4 separate regions of the Mus musculus genome follow, and regions 2, 3 and 4 are each linked to region 1. The links are chromatin contacts, called in public HiChIP or PLAC-seq maps. All regions are on one chromosome and are shown on one strand. The core of a region is the stretch at or near the end of the contact, and the rest is flanking DNA. Distances in the headings are between cores, read along the strand shown.

Evidence for each region. HiChIP or PLAC-seq counts read pairs in DNA pulled down with a chosen protein or histone mark.
Region 2: an H3K4me3 HiChIP or PLAC-seq map of bone marrow-derived macrophages shows a contact between it and region 1, with 5 times the contacts expected there. The contact joins two enhancer-like sites. A contact is called at or near these places in 4 of 15 datasets of contacts at CTCF or cohesin (CD8 T cells, the NIH/3T3 cell line, large pre-B cells and 1 more), 12 of 484 Hi-C or Micro-C datasets (the F1.1 cell line, bone marrow-derived macrophages, cardiomyocytes and 7 more), 23 of 115 datasets of contacts at active chromatin or transcription factors (the 230-238 cell line, the NIH/3T3 cell line, acute myeloid leukemia and 15 more) and 1 of 9 other capture datasets (embryonic stem cells).
Region 3: a contact with region 1 is called in an H3K4me3 HiChIP or PLAC-seq map of forebrain, with 5 times the contacts expected there. The contact joins two enhancer-like sites. A contact is called at or near these places in 2 of 15 datasets of contacts at CTCF or cohesin (the NIH/3T3 cell line and large pre-B cells), 11 of 484 Hi-C or Micro-C datasets (the HL-1 cell line, bone marrow-derived macrophages, embryonic stem cells and 2 more) and 16 of 115 datasets of contacts at active chromatin or transcription factors (CD8 T cells, the NIH/3T3 cell line, T-cell acute lymphoblastic leukemia and 9 more).
Region 4: a contact with region 1 is called in an H3K4me3 HiChIP or PLAC-seq map of stem cell-derived neural progenitor cells, with 19 read pairs. The contact joins two enhancer-like sites. A contact is called at or near these places in 3 of 15 datasets of contacts at CTCF or cohesin (the NIH/3T3 cell line, large pre-B cells and pro-B cells), 4 of 484 Hi-C or Micro-C datasets (B cells, the G1E-ER4 cell line and myeloid progenitors) and 10 of 115 datasets of contacts at active chromatin or transcription factors (bone marrow-derived macrophages, embryonic basal ganglia, embryonic forebrain and 6 more).

What each region holds. Positions count from the first base shown.
Region 1 is chr12:82,469,291-82,472,819 of GRCm38.p6, reverse strand. No RefSeq gene overlaps it. Among named protein-coding and RNA genes, the nearest start is that of Gm30966, 5.7 kb to the left of the region's middle. Within about 2 kb of position 2,014, at least 295 of the 459 cell types and tissues checked have an H3K27ac peak or open chromatin away from gene starts, as enhancers often do. A contact at or near this core is called in the NIH/3T3 cell line, bone marrow-derived macrophages and forebrain, where this site is marked.
Region 2 is chr12:81,990,482-81,994,010 of GRCm38.p6, reverse strand. Pcnx (pecanex homolog) reads right to left here. Exons shown (of 36, transcript NM_018814.3): 31 at 3,231-3,461; 32 at 1,963-2,237; 33 at 779-984. Among named protein-coding and RNA genes, the nearest start is that of Gm30799, 77 kb to the left of the region's middle. Within about 2 kb of position 1,735, at least 12 of the 459 cell types and tissues checked have an H3K27ac peak or open chromatin away from gene starts, as enhancers often do. A contact at or near this core is called in bone marrow-derived macrophages, where this site is marked.
Region 3 is chr12:82,102,687-82,106,215 of GRCm38.p6, reverse strand. The region is part of intron 6 of Gm30799 (a long non-coding RNA gene); the gene reads right to left. Among named protein-coding and RNA genes, the nearest start is that of Gm30799, 35 kb to the right of the region's middle. Within about 2 kb of position 1,770, at least 57 of the 459 cell types and tissues checked have an H3K27ac peak or open chromatin away from gene starts, as enhancers often do. A contact at or near this core is called in forebrain, where this site is marked.
Region 4 is chr12:82,137,871-82,141,399 of GRCm38.p6, reverse strand. No RefSeq gene overlaps it. Among named protein-coding and RNA genes, the nearest start is that of Gm30799, 70 kb to the right of the region's middle. Within about 2 kb of position 1,954, at least 36 of the 459 cell types and tissues checked have an H3K27ac peak or open chromatin away from gene starts, as enhancers often do. A contact at or near this core is called in the NIH/3T3 cell line, where this site is marked.

The DNA.
Region 1 (3,529 bases), core at 765-3,264:
TTACCGTTGCCTGCATGGTTACCATTCAGAAGAAACAATGTCTCACTTTAAGCACTACAGAGCAGTCGTTCTTAACCTGTGAGCCGCGACCCCTCTAAGCCGAAGGACCCTTTTAGAGGGGCCATCTAAGACCATCCACATGTCAGCTATTTATATTACCATTCATAACCGTAGGAAAATTACAGTTATAGAGTAGCAACAAAAGTAATTTCACGATCTGGGTCACCATATCCTGAGGAACTGTGCTGTATTAAAGGGGTGCGGTGTTAGGAAGGTTGAGGATCTAGACTTTTACATATATACACAGAAGAATCTGAATTACTCAGAATTTCAGAAACGTCCCTCAGCTGCTGTCTATAACTGCTGTGCACATCACAGAATCAGAACCATGAATTGGGGAGGAAGCACGCTAGCCAGTGTCATTTAGCATGACTGGGAAGTAACTCCATTCTGCACAGAGCCAGTGCTTGGATGCTGAGTGGTACTTGATAAGTTAATTTGTCTCATCTCAGCCATGGGCACTCACACCGAACACTCAAACCCTTCTTACATTAGTGATGTCTGTCTCCAATGTAGGCAGCTCACAGCTCTTAATCTATGAAGCCACTGTCATGGCCTCTTTCTTTGTAAAAACAGAAAACAGCAGCATTACTGCAAAGCCTGGCGGGCGGCAGTGGACAGGTTATCAGTTCAGAGTAACAAGAGATGCTATGTGGACACTGGGAATGTGCCCTGGGTTTCAGAGACACCTGGTGTCTCCTTTCACACCTTATGCCCATGGGTGATCCTTGGGTAGGCGCTGTAAAGAGTGGTGTCCCTCCTGCCCAGGCTGAGTGGCCTCCATGAGCCTGTGCTAGGCCAGGCATGGAGAAATAAGAAGGTATGAGAATGGCCCAAGCTCAGAAGGGAGACAGACCTTTTCAGGTTCCTACAATGGTCACAGCACTTGGGGGGCTGGGGAGGTGACCCTTGAACATCTAATAAGTGAGCAGGGGACTTCAGGCTGGGCATCTCCTTTCAGACCCCCCAGCTCCTATGTCGGAGCAGGAGGGCAGGAGACCATTTGGGTAGCTACCGAAATTGGACTCTCCTTTCAGCTTAGCCACACTAGGCTGGGTCTGGAGCATGAAGGGAGGGAAACAACGAGACATTTCTTATGCCCATTTTATTCATTATAGCAAGGATCTATGTAGGCATATATTTTTCACAACCTACTTTAATAAGAGTTCGACTTCCCCTCTAGCAGAGGTAGTGGAAAAGAAAGGTTATTAGGATAGGGGTGAAGTGGACCTCTTTAGAAATAGTTCTTTGGGGGCGATTCCCATCTTCATTGTTTTCTGTCAACTAGCAAACACCAAACATAAATCAGCAACTGCAGTCCAGTCCAGTTGGCAGGCAACACACCGGGAACAGCAAAGGCAGTTCACTCCAGGGGATAAGGTGAGGTTTGCCAATCGGCCAAGTCCAGTGACCAGAAGTCGCAGGACTCTCACAAGAAGTTATTTTGGTGGGTTTCTCTCTATGAGGTCACTACAAGCGAACTTCAGCAATGCAATGGAAGGTGAACCAATCTATGCGTGTCATCAGCGAAGGCTTGCAAGGCAGTGGAGGCAAAGCAGCTGGCGCTCCCACTCTCTGTGGGGCCATATTTATATTCTTTCTAAACATTGGGCATCCTTTCACCTGTTTGCTATAGCAAAACATCCTCTCACCTGTGTCTCCTTCATCAAAACATTCTCTCACGTGTCTGCTTTAGCAAGACATCCTTTCCCCTGATTGTCCCAGCAAAACATTATAACCCAAGTCTTCAAAGAAACCAGAAATTTCCACTTTAGATCTACTACATACATGTAATGAATCCTGATGCCTGACCCTTTTCTCTCCCCCTCGTTGGTTTTTCTTGTTTGATTTGTCTTGCGTTTTAAACAAGATCTCCTCCTCTGTAGCCCAGGCTGAACACAGCCTTAACCAGATCCCTCCTGTTGCAGCCTGAGTGCGGGAATTACAAGCATGCGCTGACGTCACCCCTGCTTTCCTCCAATCATGGAGAACCGCATCAGCGGCTTCATCGACATCAGCGTTTGATGCCGCTGGACCGCCTTTAAAGGAAGGGGTAGTATGTGTTTCTGCACCTCAAAGCCTAGCAGTCTATCTAAGATCACTCTATGCTTTCTGACTTCCCTGCCCCATAATTCCCAGGGGCAGCTTTCCAACGGCTTCCCTCCGCAGTGATGTTGAGGTTTACAAAAGCTGGAAGTGCCTTCCGGGGGGTGGGGGTGGGGGGAGGAATCTCCACAGAGATTCTTTCCTTCTTGCCCTGGAGCAGAAATAACCTATCACCCCCACCCCCACCCCCACTCCCTCCCCGCCACGACTCCCTTCCCTCCTCCCCGGTTCACACAGCAAGACCTCTTTTTTCTCCGCCCTCTAGAGTTTCCACCACCAAAAAAAATATTTTTTTTTAAAAAAGATGCAGTACTGAAGGGGTCAGTTTGGCCAGTCCCACTCCTTAGCGCAGACTCTGATGGGGCTATGGTACTTCTTGAAACTGAAAGCGGGAGAGACGCCTGCTTGTAGCCATTAAGGAAACAGCCCAACTGGCTTGGATGCCGGCCCAAACACAGACAGCAGAGGACGCTCACAGCATGCTGTTAAGCCTGCACGGGTGCAAGTTGGTGCTGGGGGACGTTCTGGCTCCGGAAAGTTCAGTACTAAAGTGAATGGCTACACACATACCCATGGCATCTTCTCTCCTTGGCCCCTCTGTGATTTTCTCCTAAACTCACAACCTACATCGCTATCACATGCCACCTTTTGTGTTCCTGACAAGCAGCCTGGAAGCTGGGGACATGAACTTCGTTTCTAATTTTGTAGAGATCTTTCCTCCTATGAAACTTCTCTCCCTCCTCCTTCTGAACTTTGAACTGTAAAACTGTCAGAAGAGCATGGGGTGGGGGGGGGGGAATTCCGCTGGGAGCGGAAGTCTCTGAGCAGCAGGTTTTGGTAATGAGGCTACTCACCTCTTTAGTGAGCTATCTAAAGAGACCTTGATTTTGGTTTTGGCTGGTGTAGAGGGGAGTCATTTAAGTAAATCTAATTGACTCTTTCTTCTCCACCCACCCACCAAAGGAAAGAGGGTGACCCCAACTCATGCCTCAGTGAAGCCCGTGAGTTACCGTCCTTTGCTGGTTCAGCCCACACAGAGGAACTGCTATGGGTCCCACGAATACTGCACATTCACTCTCAGAGCATCACAGAGTCTCTGCCCCAGGTTTAACGGGATGCTAGAGATCTCAGCAGCTTGCTGAGGTGGAGAGACCCACCCTGGATAATGTTCATCAAGGGATTCCAGGTCTGTCTCTGCCTTGTCCCTCCCAACAAAGCCTGGACTAAAGGAATGGGGAAAATAAATGGTGTGAGGGGGCAGGCACAACCTTGAAGAAATGTATAGTCTGGACTAAAGCCTCAGAACCAGCTGACACTCCCAGAGCTGCGGCATCCAATTTGAAAACAACGGGGATAGTCTATT
Region 2 (3,529 bases), core at 486-2,985, 480 kb after region 1:
CACACACACACACACGGAAGGAAGGAAGGAAGGAAGGAAGGAAGGAAGGAAGGAAGGAAGGTAGGTAGGTGAGTGGCTGTTGAGCAGCTTGCTTGGATGTGGAAGGAGCTAATGAGGAAGCCCCCAGGAGGAAGAGCTGACTGCAGAGTGTCCCCACTTGAGAGAAACTTGTTGTAGATTCTTCGTGTGAGCTATCAAGAGACTTACAAGGTCTGTCCCACTGAGCCTATTTCTTCGGGAGCAGCCGAAGAAAGTACTAAGTGATTATAAGGATTCTCGTGTAAACAGTACTGTAATGTCAGAAGACGCCAACCCACTGCACTACAGGAGAAAAGTTAAATAAAATACAAGAATTAAATAGTATTCGCTTAAAAATGTAATATATATTTGGGTTTTGGGTTTTTTCTTTTTGAGGCAGGGTTTCTCTGTGTAGCCTTGGCTATCCTGGCACTCACTATATCAATCAGGCTGGTTTCAATCCCAGAGCCACTGACCTCTGACTCCTGAGTGCTGGGATTAAAGGTATGTGTCACAAACATGTGCAAGATCTCTACAGTGGTATAATCAACTACTGGGCGTAAGCAAGCAACACCATACAGAGGCCTTTACACACAGGCATGGACACACTCATGAATGCACATGCTCTCTCTCTCTCTCTCTCTCTCTCTCTCTCTCACACACACACACACACACACACACACACACACACACACACACACACACGTACTGGCCTGATGGCTGAGGGGTCGACATTACACAGAATTTTGTCTCCAGTTACCTAGTGTTGGAGGATACGATGTGGTGGGCGGGTGGAGTCCGGATCCTGCTCCCTGTCCCGGGTGTCCAGTGCTTCCTTGGGACACATTGTTGTGGGGATCACTGGCAGTGACTGCACTGTTACCAGGACAGGAAGTCCCACCTCCAGTGTCAGAATCTTCAATATTGCCACCACTGTTACAGCCAGCTCCACAGCCTTTCCTTAGCCTGGGGAAGAATTGCAAAGCAGAAAGCCTTACTTCGCCATCACATCAAAATCAGTCCTTTACTCTTCTGAGTGGTCAGCACTGTCAGCGTCTGCCTTGCCAAGCCTGTGGCCACGGCTTGAGAAGCACAGCCCTGCCCTGCTCACTGCCTCGAGCCCTTCTGCCAGCTCTACAGGTCCGTCTGCTTGTCCATACACCACACCTAAGAACTGTGTAGACCACAGCTGCACCGTCTGGACCTCAGGTAGAATTATGATTTATTTGGCTGGTTGGTGGTGGCACGCACCTTTAATCCCAGCACTCAGGAGGCAGAGGCAGTTGTTTTGCTGAGGTCAGCCTGGCCTACAAAGCAAGTTCCAGGACAGCTAGAGTATCACAGAGAAACCCTGTCTCAAAAACCAAAACCAAACAAGCAAACAAACAACCCCCCACCTATTCTCAAAGGATAAAAAAATCTTTGAGAATAATAATCTATAAATTCTCCTTACTGTCTACCAAACTATAATGCTTCTATACCCCACGTTAGGTTTCACCAGACAGAGGGAAATGCAGCGTGTACACCCTATCACACTACAGACTTGCACCTAGGGATGGCTGGACTGTTGCAATGGCAACAAAGAATCTTTGAGGCACAACCAGATGTGTGGAGTGCTCCCTGCTGCTGGGAAGGAACGCAGGAGCAGAGGAAGTCACCCACATGCAGAAGAGGGCAAATGCTATAGGGTGAGGAAATGAAACTCAGGCAAAGGAGCAAAGCGGGTGTGCAGCTCTGCTGATGTTGCCACAGATACATCAGATTCACCACGGTCAGCCAAAGCCAGATGCTAGCTTCTGGAGATGAAGAGCTGATTTCTACCCTCCAGTGCTCAGGCAGAGTAGGTGTGCACAGTGCTCCTGCACCTGCACTTTCTCTACAAGTTTCCCAGGTGAGCCGCCCAGGCCCCGGGCACACCACTCCTGAACGATACAACCCCACTACCTGTGCCAGGTGGACACTATGAAGTTCCGGATGTTTCCCAAGCTGATTGGTCCCCCAAGAATTTCTTTGAGTTGGTCATGGCTGTCAGAGTAAGACGTTGTGAGGGGCGACACGAAGATCGGGTAGCCAATAGGCTGATCACAAGACGAGTTTATCATGTTTCGCAGTGCCTGCTTGGCATTCTGGATGCTGCCTCTCTCTGGGTTCCGGTTCCGGAGAAAAACGAGCTCCTGTTGCTGTCCTGCCCAGAGCCCTCGGACACATTCCTTGTTCACCTGTGGGGCAGGAAAGGGCAAAGACAGAGGTCAAGGAACAAAAGTGTAGAAACGGGTGACAGCGTGGTGATCAACTGAAAGGCTGGGACTACAAGGCGACCTTTGAAAGGAGCTAACAGAAGGTCCTCATGGAGAGCAAATAGCCTGCTCTCCCTTACTCCACCTCCTAAAGACACCAAGTCACATGCAGTCCCTTACTTTGTCAATCGAGTGAACTAGACAGTTCTGATGGAAGGACAGGCAGCACACATTTCAAGTCCAGATGATGTCTGATATTTTGGGGCTGATTAAATGATTAGATCAAGATAGGCGGCTGACAAGATGGCTCAGTGGTAAAGGTCATCTTTACCAAATGCCAAACCTGGCAACTTGTGTATGATCCTCGGGACCCACTTGGTGTGGTAGGAGAGAAGCAATCTGAAAGCTGTTCTTTGGCTTCCACATAAATGCTGCACACGGCATATGCACACACATTCATACACACTCACAATAAGTGCTTAAAGAGAAAAGTGAATCACTAATAAACTATACATTTCAAAAACTCATCTTTCTAACCCCCTAAAAACACACACACATATGCACACATATATGAACACTTACATGTGCAGAATGTGTTAGAGTAAGGGAGAATCTAAGAACAAACCATTTACAGTTAGCTTTGAGTCACAATGAAGCACACACTTTGTTATTTTATTAATGGAGGAGAGCGAGCGCCTCATAAACAACAGAACGCTGGCTTTTAGAGGGACACTGTCCACATTTCATGTGCATGGACAGAAGGCCACCAACACTGAAATAAGCTAAACAAACGCTCTACAGCACCTAAGGAAACCTCACGGTGCAGAGGGATCTAACGCTAAGCAAGCAAGTTCATGAACGAGGAATGCACAGCTGCTCAATTTCAACAGGCAGTGACCATCACGCTTTCAAGGCTGGATTAAGACGCTAAGCTCCTTTCTAAGTCACAGCTGAGTGACCCTGAGACTCACTCACCTTGATGACCCTGAAGCTCAGGTAGCGCCGGTTGAGCATGATGATCTTGTACTCGTTGGTGCCGTCATCCATGACATGCCGCAGAGCCAACAAGGAGGGAGAGTTGGCAAGGACTGCACTCCGCCACGCAGGGTCGCCTTCGTGGGCTATCACAAGGTTCTTCTCGTGAGAGACGATGGCTTCGTAGAGCACAGTGGGGTCGTCATACTCATCTGGGGATGTGAAATGATCCTAAACAGAAATGCAAGGGTGGTTTTGTTTTGGAAAATAACTTCTAGGATGATAAGCAAAAATTCTTT
Region 3 (3,529 bases), core at 521-3,020, 370 kb after region 1:
TCATCTCGGGATCTTTGTCCCCATGGGTTTTGTCTGAGTTTCTCTTCAAGGCTCCACCGACATATGCCTGTCTACCCAGACCTGGAGTTTTGACCAATTACTGAGGCTCTTTGGTTTCTCCGTTTACAGTGGCTCAAAGTTCCCTTCTGAGTCTTGAGTTGTCTTCCATTCTGTTCCCAAGGAGGATTGCCTCTCTGCAGTGTGGGCTGGACGGGGAAAACCCAGCTGCAGCTGCTACCTGGGCTGTTTCTCCCTCTGCCTGTCATCTGCCCTGTTGTCTCCACCCCTTCACTGACTTGCAGGAATTTCGCCCCTGCTCTGGAAGCTTTCCACGGAAAGAGAAGCAGACTGAATCCAATTCTGTTTTATGTGGTTGACGGCCTTCTCGTCACCAGGTTTAACAGATGGCTTTTCATCTGCTTGCCTTTCCGGCCCATACCGTGAAGACTGCATCAGGAGGAGCCGAACTCAAAGTCCTCTCGCCCTTGTTGGACAGGCCATGCCTGCCTACCTTCTAAGCCCCTGCCAGCTCCTAAATTCCATGCTTCCAAATAAGACAGTAAAATATTCGACTCTGTGGATTGTTAACAGATTCTTGGCCTGAGCACAAGTCGCCCCTAATGTGCCTGACTGGATACCAATATAAAGTACAATGGGTTCGCATATGCAATGCGTTGTCTTTCATTTTTAAAATCTCATTTTATAAAACTTTTAATTGAATCAGGCTTGAACTTCCTGTGGCTCGAAGCCAAATAGAATTACACTGATGCTAAAAATGTAAATGCATCCCAGATCCCATGGCCTGTGTATGCTCGGAGACACTGAAGCCTGAAGGCTTGTATGCACACTGAGATGAGAAGGGAGAAGCTAACGATTCAGGTGTCTGATTTATAAACATTTACAGGAACATTTTAAACGTTCTGCTTCAGAATGGTAAAACTATCTTTGACTTTGGAATTCTAGAATGCCAGACCTGGGAAGACTTCTGTGGAATCATTGGCTCATTCTCCACATGGTGGAAAGGAAACTGGGAAGGGGAAAGGAGAGACAATTTCAGGATGCCTCCAGTATCAACAGAGCCAGGGCCAAGTCGTATCCAACACACCCTGGTTCCGCTTCGACTGTGTCAGTCACTGTCCGTCCTATACATTGAGAGGTCTTGAAGTCACCCCAAGTACTGGGAAGTCCATGCCATCCTTTATCTGCTTTGCCCCTCATTCTGCATGAATTCCTCATGAAATAGACCGGTATCAGGCATGCGTGCATGCTCAGGAGACTAGAAATGGAAAAGAATGCTAGCTTCTCTCCTGTCTCCAGCCCCATTCTGCAAACAAGATGCCCACACAGAATCATGGAGGTCACTGCCTGGTGCCAATTCTTTTCCAGCCACCCATTTTACTTCAGAAATGGAGTTCTTATGACCCATGGATCGCCACGGACCGATGACATTGCTGCCCATCACATCTCCCTATCTTGTGGCTTGGTAGGGAACATCGATCGTTTGGAACATGCACAGACAAAATTTATCTTCCTTTTTTTTAAAAAGGAGCATACTCTCCCCCTCCCCCGCAGCAAAGGGAAACTGTATAAAGATGCTGATCTTTGGGGGTGCACGCTTTGACTCTGATACTAAGGGGCCCGGTATCTTTCTTTGCCTGTGCTGTTGCCAGGCAGACTAGTTACCAACGCAAAGCTCCTCCCTGATAAGTTGAACTGTTCCCCCTCCCAACTTCATTATGCCTGCAGCCGGAGCTCTGCTGCAGAGGAAGCCATGCCAGATACCCTGATTCATGTGCTTAAAATATCTGCCAGCCTGGGGATGCGGGCGAGGCAACAGATCTGGAAAACACAAATCAGATCATCAGCTGTTCTGAGCATGTGCGAGAACAGCAGCAGGATGGAGATGTGAACCACAACCAGGAGGAGGGGAACGGATACGGCTTCTAGACTGATGGGTGGGTAAGGCGGGCAGGAGCAGGCATGCAGTTTTAATGCTCTTAAAACTATCACTGAACATTCCAGGCACCAGGTATAAGGATGGACGGAGGCTTAGCCTGAGTCCACAGGGCTAGGCTGGAAAGGGTGACCCCAGTGTTGGAGAATCTTGATACACTCTGTGTAGGCATATCACTAGGTATTGACCCAGAGCATGCTGGCAAAGGACTGTCTCACTGAGTTAGGTATACCTGGCCCTTTAATAGGTTTATCTTAAGGTTTGTGGGATGGTTCAGTGGGTAAAAGCAGGAGCCACATAAGCCTAGAGAGCTGAGTTTCCGTCCTAGATCCTAAGTGGAAGGAGAGAACCAACTGCTCAAAGGAGTGCCCCCATTCTCCCAGGCACACCATACGTAGCATGCACATACCAGTGTGTGTGTGCGCGCACATGACCGCTCCCAATAATAATAATAAATAACATTTTAATGGGTTATATAATTTTATTTATGTTTTTATTTTATTTAAGGTCTCACTAAGTTGCCCAGGCCTTTCAAACTTGCTACATAACCGGTGGATTTGCTGTCTTCCTGCCTCAGCCTCCTCAGGAACTAAAATTACAAATGTGCTCCCACCAAGGCTGGCTGAGAATGTTCTGTGAAGAACTTGGACCAAGTCCCTTAGTTTGGGCTTCAGAGAGAACTTGGCTTTGCTTTCACTCCACACCAGGTAGAAAATGCAACAGAGGGAGAGGGAGAGAGACAGAGAGACAGAGAGAGAGAGACAGAGAGACACAGAGAGACACAGAAAGAGACTCTGTGGGTTGGGAACCCCCTGAAACAACTGTATGTAAGGAAATTATGTAGAAATGTCCCACTCGTGTGAACTGGAGTTTAGGCACCTAAGGGAGCCGAGAAAGATTCCTAAGCAGACAAGAAGGAGGTAGGACCAAGAACTCCATCATCTCTGGGAAAAGTCAGAGGCCCTTCCTTTAAGACCAGCAATGGAACTACCCAGTCACTTCTGAAGCACAGACGTGAAGCGGTTTGGCCACATAGCTGAGTGTGGGCCATCAGATCCTAGGATTTCTTGGCCTGGATCTGGGGACAGCTGGCCTCCTCGAAAATGATGGCGTTCCCTTGGGCTTTGCATGCCTGCACCCTAATTCCGAAGTCATTTTAGAAACACGAGAGGTGAGGGGGTTCCCAGACAGCTCAGATTTCTAGCCTTCAGCCATTCACATTCTGTGTCACCATGTCACCTTCATGTCACCTTCAACCAGATCAGGCGCCTTGGGGTGGTGAGGAGAACACCAGGAGTTCATGAGAAGACAGTGGGAGGTGCCATTCCATGGCAGCCATCTTTTCTCAGGCAGGGGTGCCTATGAGTTACAGAGTCGGGGCTCAGGAAAGATCTATGAGTAGACTAAAGGGGTTAGGATCCGTGGCTCTGACAGACTTCAAGGTGCCAGACTAGGGTGCCAGCTGATCTGTCGGTGGGTATCAGAAAGCAAGACTCTCAAAAGACAAGGAGGTTACCCAAGTGGTTGAGAAACGGCTTTAGTTTCTGTTTTCCTAATCTGAGGAACGGAGGACAG
Region 4 (3,529 bases), core at 705-3,204, 330 kb after region 1:
AAAATTATATAAGTTCTCTCGACTCTGGGGCATGACTAGAGCTGTTAGCTAAACTCAGAGAAAAAGGAAGGGACTTCAGTGGTTCCTGGTATTTCTGTTGGCACATACCTTTAACAATCTGGTGAAGGATATAAATTCGCATCCCCCCTACCCCCTAAAAGTCCAAATGCACTCCTGAGACTTCACGATGCTGCCAGGATGCTTGGCCCCACATGTGCACTTCCTACTGTGAGCAAGAATTCTCGGGGGGTGGGGGAGAATAGACAGCCTTGTTATAACTTCCATGGTAGGTATTAGAATGGTGTAAATAATCCTTTTCCAAGAGCTTTTTGTGCTAGTGAAGAACAAGTTATAACAAAATGTTTTTTATTGATTGATTTTATGTGTACATTTTGCCTCTGTGTGGGTATATGCCCCATGTGCATGCAGTACCTTTGGAGGCCAGAAGAGAACATCACATTCTCTGGGAGTGGAATTTCAGACACTTGTGAACTGTCATATGGGTTTTGAAACTTGAACCCTTGCCTGCTACAAGAGTATCAAGTGCTTCTAGCCACTGAGCCAACGTGTTAGCCACCCCCAGATTGAATTTTTAAAAAGTGGGTCTCATTATATAGCCCTGACTGAATTAGAACACACTATGTAGATCAGGATGGTCTTGAAGTCACAGAGATATTCCTGCCTCTCCCTCCTGTGTGTTAGGATTAAAGGTGTCCACCACTGGACCCCACAAACCTCCAATAAAAATATATTCTGGGAGACTGCAGAGATGAATCAATGGTTACGAGTACTTACCATTCTTTCACAGAGTTAGAATTCAGTTCCTAGCAACAAAGTATTTTGTGTGCTCTGTGGGCACTGCACACACATGTACATAAACACATGCACACAAATTAGTAAAAATGAAAACTTAAAACTGAATTATTTTAAAGGAAAGAATGTTTTTGGATTGGTGGGATGGCTTAGCCAGTAAAGGCTCTTGGTGGAGTAGTCCTAGCTACCTGACTTCAACAACATCTAAAGCCTTCATAAAAATGGAAGGAGAGAACCAATCTTACAAAGTTTCCTGTTGGGAAAATCTCACGTGCACTGTATGTGAGGTATCGCCTGTCTCAGTGTTCTGTAAATATCTTCTTCATCACCCTCTTATTGGCTTAAGGAAGAGCTGAACGGCCTATAGCAAGGCAGAAGGAGAAAGGCGGGACATCCAGGCACAGAGAGGAACTCTGGGAAAGAGCCTTCACCAGCCCTTTTCTCTGGAAAAGAAGATCACCAGCCAGACTCAGAGGAAGGAATAGGTGCTGGTACTGAGGAGTGGTAGGTAACAAACCGCATGCAAGAACGAGGAAATGGTAAGATTTACTTAGATGAGCTAGTTGAGAGTCTGCCAAGCTACAGCCAAGCTTTCATAATAGTTAAAAAGGTCTCCTTGACATTGCTGGAGCGACCGGCGGGCTGAGGCAATCCGGAGGTATTTCCCCTCTGCCTTCCATACATGCATGGTGGCATGTGTGCTCCATTCCACATCACTTACACAATGATAATTAAAGTTTAGAAATTTAAAGAATTTTAAAATTGAATTATGTGTATATATAAATGCCCTCTGTATTCATATGACTACATAGTTTTTTATTGTATTCATATGCCTACATGGCTTTTGCAAGTAAAATGTCTTCAAGCCTTGCACAACCCATATTTTTTCCCAGGGGAACAAGAGAGACTCTGAACTTGCCAAATATGACTCAGCAGGTCATTGACAAAGCCTTGCACACAGGGGTGAGGAACGAAAAGCATTTTCAACCATCTACCTTGAGATACATAAAATTTCTGTGTTTGCTCGGCAGTGCAGTTGGAAGAGATTCAGTGATTCGGCCCAGTGTGGAGCCTGGGTTTGAAGAGGCCTGCTGTGTGGAACACTTCAGAACTCTGACTTCGTGCCTTAGTCACTTCCTCCTTGGGGTCCGCAGAGCCTCGACCTAACTTTATGCAGCTGCCGGTCAAATAGAACGTTTGGCTCTATTACTTTATTCTTCTTACGACAGCTGCTGCTTCCTGTGGGTAGACCAAGTTAAAAGAAAAGAAGTCCAAGCTTGCAAACTTGGTGCTGCTGTCTTTGAAGGAGATTTGTCTTGTTGGCTTAACGGCCCGTGAGGCTCAGGATGAAACACCGCCCAGAGAAAATGATCTACTTCTCGCCTTAGCGACAGTGTAGGGCCCAGCTCATACATGGATGCTATTAAGAGTGTGTTGTGAGGCCGGAGAGATGGCTCAGCACTGAAGAGCCCTTGTAGCTCTTGCAGAGGACCCATGTTTGGTTCCTAGCACCCACATGACAGCTTACAACTATCTGTAACTCCAGTGCCAGTATATCTGATACTCTCTTCTGGCCTTCCAAGGTACTTCCTGCATGGATGCACAGATGTCCCTGCAGGGGAAAAAAAAAAAAAAAAGAGCCAGGCGTGGTGGCACACGCCTTTAATCCCAGCACTCGGGAGGCAGAGGCAAGCGGATTTCTGAGTTTGAGGCCAGCCTGGTCTACATAGTGAGCTCCAGGACAGCCAGGGCTATACAGAGAAACTCTGTCTCAGAAAAAAACAAAATAAATAAATTAATTAATAAATAAAAACAAGTAAGTCTTTTTAAAAAGAAAACAAAAAGGAGGGTAGTTTGTGAAATTCGATTAGTGCTTTATGATATGTGAAGTCATAAGGTCATAGGATTATAATGATCAGCATATGCTAGATCTGTATGTTTAGTGTACACCACTGAATGATAGTTAAAAGGAACATAGAAAACTTTCTGATTTTTGGATCCTCAATGCCTAACACATGATCTGAAGTATAGTAATTGCTCAATAAATCATAGAATGACTGAACGTGCAACTGTGGTCGATCTACATTATGCTTCTTGGTATAGAAGAGAACATTTTTCAGAAGGAAAAACTTAAAACCAAATTGCTAAGGACCTTTTATTAGATGTAGGCGGTAACCAAGAGCACAGAGAGTGAATTGTCTAAATCTAAAAGTAGCTATGACTGAACTGTAATGAATATCATTCCAGTCAATTGCAATGGGTAACAGGAACTATTGTCAAATGCTCCACAGATGTACTCTCATCTCCTTAATTGGTTCCCAGAAACCTTCTGTCGCTGGGCTTGAGTTACAGAGTTATAGGACTTATTGTTATAGGAGTGAAGAATGAGTATTGCCTAGAACTGAGAATATTGATCACAGCCAAATTCCTTGATGTCAATAAAATGTTACAGAAAGAAAAGACTTCTCGAGTTATAATAGCTTCCCTTTAGTCATCAAGGCAAGATCTGTAGGAGGGAGACCATAGAGTTTCTCTCCAGCATAGAATGTCTTCTCTCTTAGGCCTGGTCATGCCATGAAGTTGTCTTCTCCAGAATGATCATGTCAGTAGGATGTGCTATAGGCAAAAATAAAAACAAAACCCAATAAAAAAGTCCCAACCTGGTTCTCTCTGGCTTTCCTCCACATCTAATGAGCAGGAGAGGCTCAGGTAGACC